Regions from separate parts of the Sus scrofa genome. Here region 2 is linked to region 1. A link is a contact called in public Hi-C data. All regions are on one chromosome and are shown on one strand. The core of a region is the stretch at or near the end of the contact, and the rest is flanking DNA. Distances in the headings are between cores, read along the strand shown.

Region 1 (3,619 bases), core at 180-2,679:
TCCATTAACCTAAAAAAAACAGTCACCCGCCTGCTCCTGCTGGAAGTGTGCTCCGGGAGTGCAGGGTACCTTTGCCCAGGCAAACGCCGGGAGAAGATGGGGTCGCTCCTGCCCGCTTGTCCATATCAAGTGGTGTTAAGGAAAAGGCCACTGAGGTCGAGAGAGGATTAGGAGAGGCACAGACGTTGTCCTGGGGCCGTCCCCCCGTCAGTCTCGAGCATCAGGACCAGAGAGCCTGCGCCACAGCTGAAGGGACACTGACTCGTGGGGTCAGAAGCCACCATACCAGCTGCAAACCTTCCAGTGGCTTTGGCACCCCTTCCAATGAGACCCAAGGGAAGCTGCCATCAGCTCCCCAACCTCTGCCTCCCCAGGGAACCCTCTCCCCCTGCACGCCACACTTCAGCCCCCAGAAAACTTTCCAGAGGCCTCTGCTGGGTGGACCCACCTCCCTTCTCTCAGATCTCACAGCAGCATCCACCTCCGCAGGAAAGCTGCCCTGGGTGTCCCCACAAGGGCGTCTGCGGTCCTGCCTTAGCACCTGTGCCTCATTCCCGGCACGTAAGGCAGTGTTAAGGTGCAGAACTTTAGGGGTTCTTTGATTCATCCGCTACCGGATTTAGACTCCAGGACGGCGGCTGGGGGCCGTGCCCACCCTGAACGCCAGATTAACAGCTGCACGAAGAAGGGATGAAGTAAGAAAGGACCACACCACGAGTTCGAGTCCCAAAGCTATCCCACTCGGGACGGCAGGCTAAGGGCCTGGGCTCCAGCTCAACCAGGGCGCCTCCGGCCCCTTCTCTCCGTGCTCTGCCCCCTCCAGGGCGGGTCCTAATCCACTCCTCGGACTCGCAGCAGCCTTCTCGCTCTAGGGGGCCGCGCCGAGCCACGTGGCCCGAGACTCGGGAAACTTTAAACGGCCGCTCCCAGGAAGGGGGTGGAGGTAACGGGCGCGGGAATTCTAAAGCGCTACGCGTCCGATCTCGCGTCCGGGCCCGCCCACTGCGCAGAGGGGAAACTGAGGCCCAGGGGAACCAGAGCCGCGCGGGTGGGAGGCAGAGGCTGCGGCTCCTTCGGCGGCCCTGGCCGCGTCCTGGCGCACCTCGGGATCCGGCGCCGGGCGCCCGCCAGGCGGCCAGAGCAGGGGGCGCGGGCCCCTCGCCCTCGATCTTGCACGCGGCCCTCGCACACGGCCCGCGCACGCTTACCTGGCCGCTCTGCTCCTTCACTTCCCGCGCCGCGCGCACATAGCCCGCCTGCAGCAGATGCTGGTAGATCAGGGGAAGCAGCTCCCGCCGCTTCCTGGCCTCTGCCATGCCGGCGACCCCAGGCCGGTCGGCTTACCTGCACGCCCCCTCGGTCCCCGCCCGCCACTTCCCTCGTGCCCTTAGACCTCGCGCTCTCTACTTCCGGCTCCTCTTCGGGGCGGGGGGGGGGCGCCGCGCGGCCTGCCGGGATTTGTAGTCTCGTCTCCGGAAGGGGCCGGTCCCGCCCCGATGGGTGAAAGGGGCGGGGCAAGGAGGGCAGGGAGACCTCTCATTGGTAGGGGCGTGGTCAGACCCGGACCCGCCCCTGGGCCTCTGAGATTTGAATGACTCCGGGTGAAATCCTTCAGACTCGCTCCTCAAAGGGATCGGCCGTCAGTTTAGCTGTCTCTGAACTTCCCAGTCCGTATCTCTCTCTAGACCCGAACTTTCAGCTCCCCACTCATTTATTCACTTCGCATTTTTTAGAAACCCTGAACCGAGTAGTAATTGAAATTGTTCTTTCATTCAGTGAACCACTAGTCACTGAGCATCATTCCTTGAGCTAGTGCTTGGCCAGAATCCGGGGGATAGAAAGATGGATAGGATACGGAAGCTGCCCTCAAAGCTCACGGGGAAAGAGGGACAGTCGGTAACCCAGCAGCTATGGTTCAATGTCTCCTATGCCTTGTCCTGGACAGGCACGCCTGTGGGAGAAAGAAGGACGGGTCCCTAACCCCAAGGAGAGGTCTAAGCTGAGGCTTAACGATGCTGTGGGGATTTCTAGGTGCAGAAGAGAAGGCTGGCATTGCAGGCACAGGGCATGCAGGAGTGTAGAAGGAGAAACCACCCCGGTCCAGGCTGGGAAACCCACACATGAGCCCCCGGGAGTGCTGACGTACTGTAAGGTGGGGAGGGTGAGGGAACAAGGGGGACGCGAAAGGATGGAGACGTTAACAGGGCCCAGAGCACCCTTCCCCCAGCCGGAGCTTGCACTTTGCTCCAAGGGCAGTAAATACCCTCGGGTGGTTGTGTTCAGAAGGGTGATCTGGGTTTGTAAAAGATTGCTATGACCAAAGCACGGGGGATGGATCTGTGGAGCACAGAACTAGATGTAGTTGTGGGGGGAGGTTTTCAGGGAGAGGGTGAGCTGGACTGGGGATATCTGAATCGGCTGTTCCTCGCGTCATGGATCTTGTGGAGTTCCCTGGCAGCGTGGCGGGTGAAGAATCTGGTGTCACTGCCGTGGTGGGGGTTTAATCCCTGGCCCGGCAACTTCCACATGAGAACTAACTTCCGCAAAGGCGTTTCTGCGTGGTGCAAAAGCACAGCCAAGGGGAAAAAAGCTCCTAACTTGACACTTAGTGGATCCATTGAGAAACTGAGGATAGCATAAACCACCTAATTTTTTTTTCTTTTTGGTCTTTTGTCTTTTTAGGGGGTACAACCACGGCATATGGAAGGGGTGCCCATGCTAGGGGTCAAATCAGAGCGAAAGCCACAGCCACAGCAACATGGGATCCGAGCCGCATCTGCAACCTACACCACTGATCTCACAGGAACGCCGGATCCTTAACCCAGTCAGCGAGGCCTGGGATCCAACCTGCATCCTCACGGATGCTAGCCGGGTTGGTTAACCACTGAGCCACAGCGGGAAGGCCAAACCACCTCATCTTTTCGGCAGAAGAAACAGGGACAAGACCAGGTGGCCGATGGAAGGTGGTGAGTGAGGAAGGGGAGGAGACTCGCGCACATCCGGCTGTTTAGCAAATACGTGTTGAGCGCCTACAGCTGGGGGTAGAACTGTCTGTAACCCAGCAGGGTTTAGAGTCTAATGGGGAGACACAAGCTAAACAAGCAGTCGTACAAACACAGCTTCAGGTGAGTAAGGGCGGGAAGGAAAAGGAGTGTTTTCTTGAAGAAGAGTAGATTGTTGAAAAGCCACACTGAGGCGTTCCCGAAGTGGCACCGAGGAAACGAATCTGACGAGGAACCATGAGGCTGCAAGTTCCATCCCTGGCCTCGCTCAGTGGGTTAAGGATCCGGCGTTGCTGTGAGCTGTGGTGTAGGTTGCAGACGCGGCTCAGATCCTGCGTTGCTGTGGCTGTGGTGTAGGCCCGCAGTGGTAGCTCCGATTCCACCGTGGCCTGGGAACCTCCATGTTCTGCGGGTGCAGCACCGAGAAGCAATAAGTAAATAAATAAGAGCTCTGTGTGCGGGGGAGGACAGGTAGGAGGAGAATCCCAGGCGGAAGAAAGAGCCTGTGCAAAGGGCCGGAGGCGGAAGGCGCGGCTGAGAGAAGGGGTGGGGGGGAGAAGCGGCTGTGGGGGCTCACCCAGGGCAGAGCAGGGGAGGGGCCGAGGCCGGCGCCAGGC
Region 2 (3,233 bases), core at 665-3,164, 66 kb before region 1:
TACAGAGAAACACCATATAGTAAAAAATAAGGCAATACAGGTATTACCGGTTGTTGGCCAGAGAGAGCACCGCGTGGCTGGAGACAATGACAGCAGGTTTTTTAAGACATACTTTTTTCAATCCCTGGCCCAGGAACTTCCACAGGCCATGAGTGAGGCCATAATAACAATAACAACCACAACAATAATGATAAAATGTCGGCGTTCCTGTCCTGGCTCAGTGGAAATGAATCTGACTGGTATCCATGAGGACGCAGGTTCAATCCCTGGCCTCGTTCAGTGGGTTAAGGATTGAGCATTGCCGTGAGCTGTGGTGGAGGTCGCAGATGTGGCTCCGATCTAGCATTACTGTGGCTGTGGTACAGACCAGTGGCTACAGCTCCAATTTGAACCCTAGCCTGGGAACCTCCATATGCCATGGGTTTGGCCCTAAAAAGACAAAAATAAAATACCATTAAAAATAAAATATATTTTTTGATAACGCTGTAATTTTTTTATCTGCGTGAGCACATTTAACACTCAAAATTAAAAAATGAAAACTTCATCTGTACGAACATGTGATAGATCTTATCGGCTGTCCTGGGATGATGTACACAACGTTGAGTCAAAAAGAAGCGACTGACGTTGGAGAGAATATCACCTCATTTACGTAAGACGGTATATCACACGCTGAAAACACAGGAATATATTAAGTATAGATAGTTACCTCTGCAACGATGCTCCAATTTGACGACAGAAAAAAGAACTTAGAGATGACTTTTACTTTTTGCTACCCACTTTTTTTTTTTTTTTGGCCACACTTGCAGCATGCAGAAGTTCCCAAGTCAGGGAACTGAACTCGTTTACCCCTGCAGTGACAGTGATGAGTCCTTAACCCAATGCACCACAAGGGAAATCCTGAAATCCCTTTCCTTTTGGGGGGGGGTAGTCTTTTTAGGGCTGCATGGGCAGAACAGGAGTTTCCCAAGCTAGGGGTCGAATCAGAGCTACAGCTGCCATCCTACACCACAGCCACAGCAACACCAGATTTGAGCCACATCAGAGACCTACTACAGCTTGCAAGTGATGCCGGATCCTCAACCCACTGAGCAAGGCCAGGGATTGAACCCACATCCTCATGGATGCTAGTCAGGTCTGCTGAGCCATAACGGGAACCCCCTGAAATCCCTTTCTTTAAAAGAGAAATCAGGAGTTCCAAAAAAAAAAAAAAAAAAAAAAAAAAAAGAAAGAAAAAAGAAAGGAGTTCCCATTGCGGTTGAGCAGCTTAAGAACCTGACTCCTGACTAGTATCCATGGGATGCCGGGATTCGATCCCTGATCTTGCTCAGTGGGTTAAGGACCCAGCGTAGCTGCAAGCTGCGGAGTAGGTCACGGAATGTGGGTTGGATCTGGTGTTGCTGTGGCATAGGGTGGCAACTGCACCTCTGACGTGACCCCAGCCCAGGAATTTCCACATGCCACAGGTGCCATGAATAATAATACTAAAAGAAAAATCAAAACGACGTCTTTGATAATGTGGTAAGGATTAAATGGATCAATGGCTATCGGTCGCTTATCCCGGCCTCGTACATAACGACAAGTACTGAATAATTTACTCCTATTTTGCCCAGAACACAGCGGATGAGACTTTCACCGCTGCTGCTGTTCGCCTCCGCGCCACGCGGTGCGCTGTCGCCTCCGGGCTGGCCGGGCCGGGGACGGGGCGCCGGACGTTCGTCTAGCTGCGGCCTCCGCCATCCCGGACGCAGGCCCGCTCCACCCACCCAGTGCGGCTGCTTCGTGCAGCTTTAGAAGCCGACGCGCTCGCTGGGACACCGAGCCCCTTACCTCCTCAGGCGCCCCACTGAATCAACCGTATTCTCGAGGGCGTCTTCATCTCGGAAACGCTAAAGTCGGCGTCTTCCGGAGCAGCCGGCCTCGCCCCGTGACCTCAGACGTTCACTTCCGGGGATACGGACGTGACCCGTCGCCCCGCCTCCTCCCACTCTCTCTTTCCGGTGGCGGAGTCTGAAGGCGACGCGCAGGTAGGCTCCCTGGGCCGGGACAATCGAGCGGCATCCTGCGGCCTGGGGGCCCAGCGAGATTCGGGGCGCGGGCCTGAGGTTTTGCCGCGAAAGCCAAGCCAGGTGCGGGGCGGGAGGCGCGCGGCGGGTCGATGCAGACTCTGGTTGGCGCTGTCTCGGAGGCGGAGGTTTTGGCTCGGAACCGCCTGTAACGCGGGGTCCGCTCGGGGCCGGGCCCAGGGGCACAGCCACCTCCGCCGGGCCACGGCGGGGGGCGGGGAGGAGCGGGAACGTCGTCCCGGGAGCGAGCCTCGGGTCTCCCGCTTGTTTTCGGTCTGGGAAGTTGGGGTAATTGCCGCACGGGTCCCGTGGGGTCTTGGGACGGATTCGGGGCGGGAAGGCAGGGGACGCGGCCCCTTCGTGGGCGGTTCCTGGATCAGTGATGCCAGGGCGGGCGCTGCACGTGGCGGCTGCAGGGCGGCGTCGAAGCCGGGAAGGGGCCGCAGCCGCTGGGGAGGCCGCGCGGCCTGGGGGGCGGCCGAGCGAGTGCGCGCGCCCGCGCTCCTTCCCGGAGCCGGGGCTGTTCCTCTGCCGCAGAAATGGCACCGCGCAAGGGGAAGGAGAAGAAGGAGGAGCAGGTCATCAGCCTCGGCCCGCAGGTGGCTGAAGGGGAAAACGTGTTCGGCGTGTGTCACATCTTCGCGTCTTTCAATGACACTTTCGTCCATGTCACCGATCTCTCGGGCAAGTGAGTATCAGGAGAGGCCCAGGCCCCCGCTCGCAGGGCCTGGGGTTAGAAGGGGGGGAAGGGACCCCGGGGCTGGGCGGCAGGTGGAGGGTCTCTTGTGAGAATTGGAGCGAGCGTTCACTCAAGGAAGGTGTGGCCTCCGGGTCCCGGGGTGTAAGAGGAGGCACGTGTGTCCCTCAGCGGCTTCCCAGCCTGGGGGGGGTCTCTAAACCCTCGGGGTGTCCTGGCACTTACAGGGGCGCTGGTGGCCTGGCGTCACCCCGGCGGCAGGTCTCGCTGTCTCGGCTGGCTGTCCTCGTGTGCAGGGGTTGGAGCGGCCGGTGCGGCGGGTCACACGTGTCTCAGGCCTCTGGAGCCTGTCCCCGCAGAGCTCGCGGCTTTCCGGTCCCCGGCGGGGACGCCTGCCGGCCCCGAGCGGCGGTGCGTCTGTTGGGGCCTGACGGACACTCTGCAGCCTCGCGGGTGAGAGAGGACCCTGTGCT

What was found. Hi-C and Micro-C count contacts between places; a contact is called where the count stands out from the background.
Region 2: a contact with region 1 is called in a Hi-C map of liver, with 4 times the contacts expected there. The contact joins the promoter of NDST1 here to the promoter of TCOF1 in region 1. A contact is called at or near these places in 1 of 5 promoter capture datasets (liver) and 3 of 47 Hi-C or Micro-C datasets (blood, heart right ventricle and liver).

The regions. Positions count from the first base shown.
Region 1 is chr2:151,366,074-151,369,692 of Sscrofa11.1, reverse strand. It overlaps TCOF1 (treacle protein), which reads right to left and starts at 1,429. Exons shown (of 24, transcript XR_002342026.1): 1 at 1,209-1,429.
Region 2 is chr2:151,432,606-151,435,838 of Sscrofa11.1, reverse strand. NDST1 (bifunctional heparan sulfate N-deacetylase/N-sulfotransferase 1) reads right to left here and starts at 1,914. Exons shown (of 15, transcript XM_021085025.1): 1 at 1,828-1,914. It overlaps RPS14 (40S ribosomal protein S14), which reads left to right and starts at 1,888. Exons shown (of 5, transcript XM_021085027.1): 1 at 1,888-2,024; 2 at 2,601-2,751. The coding sequence starts at 2,603.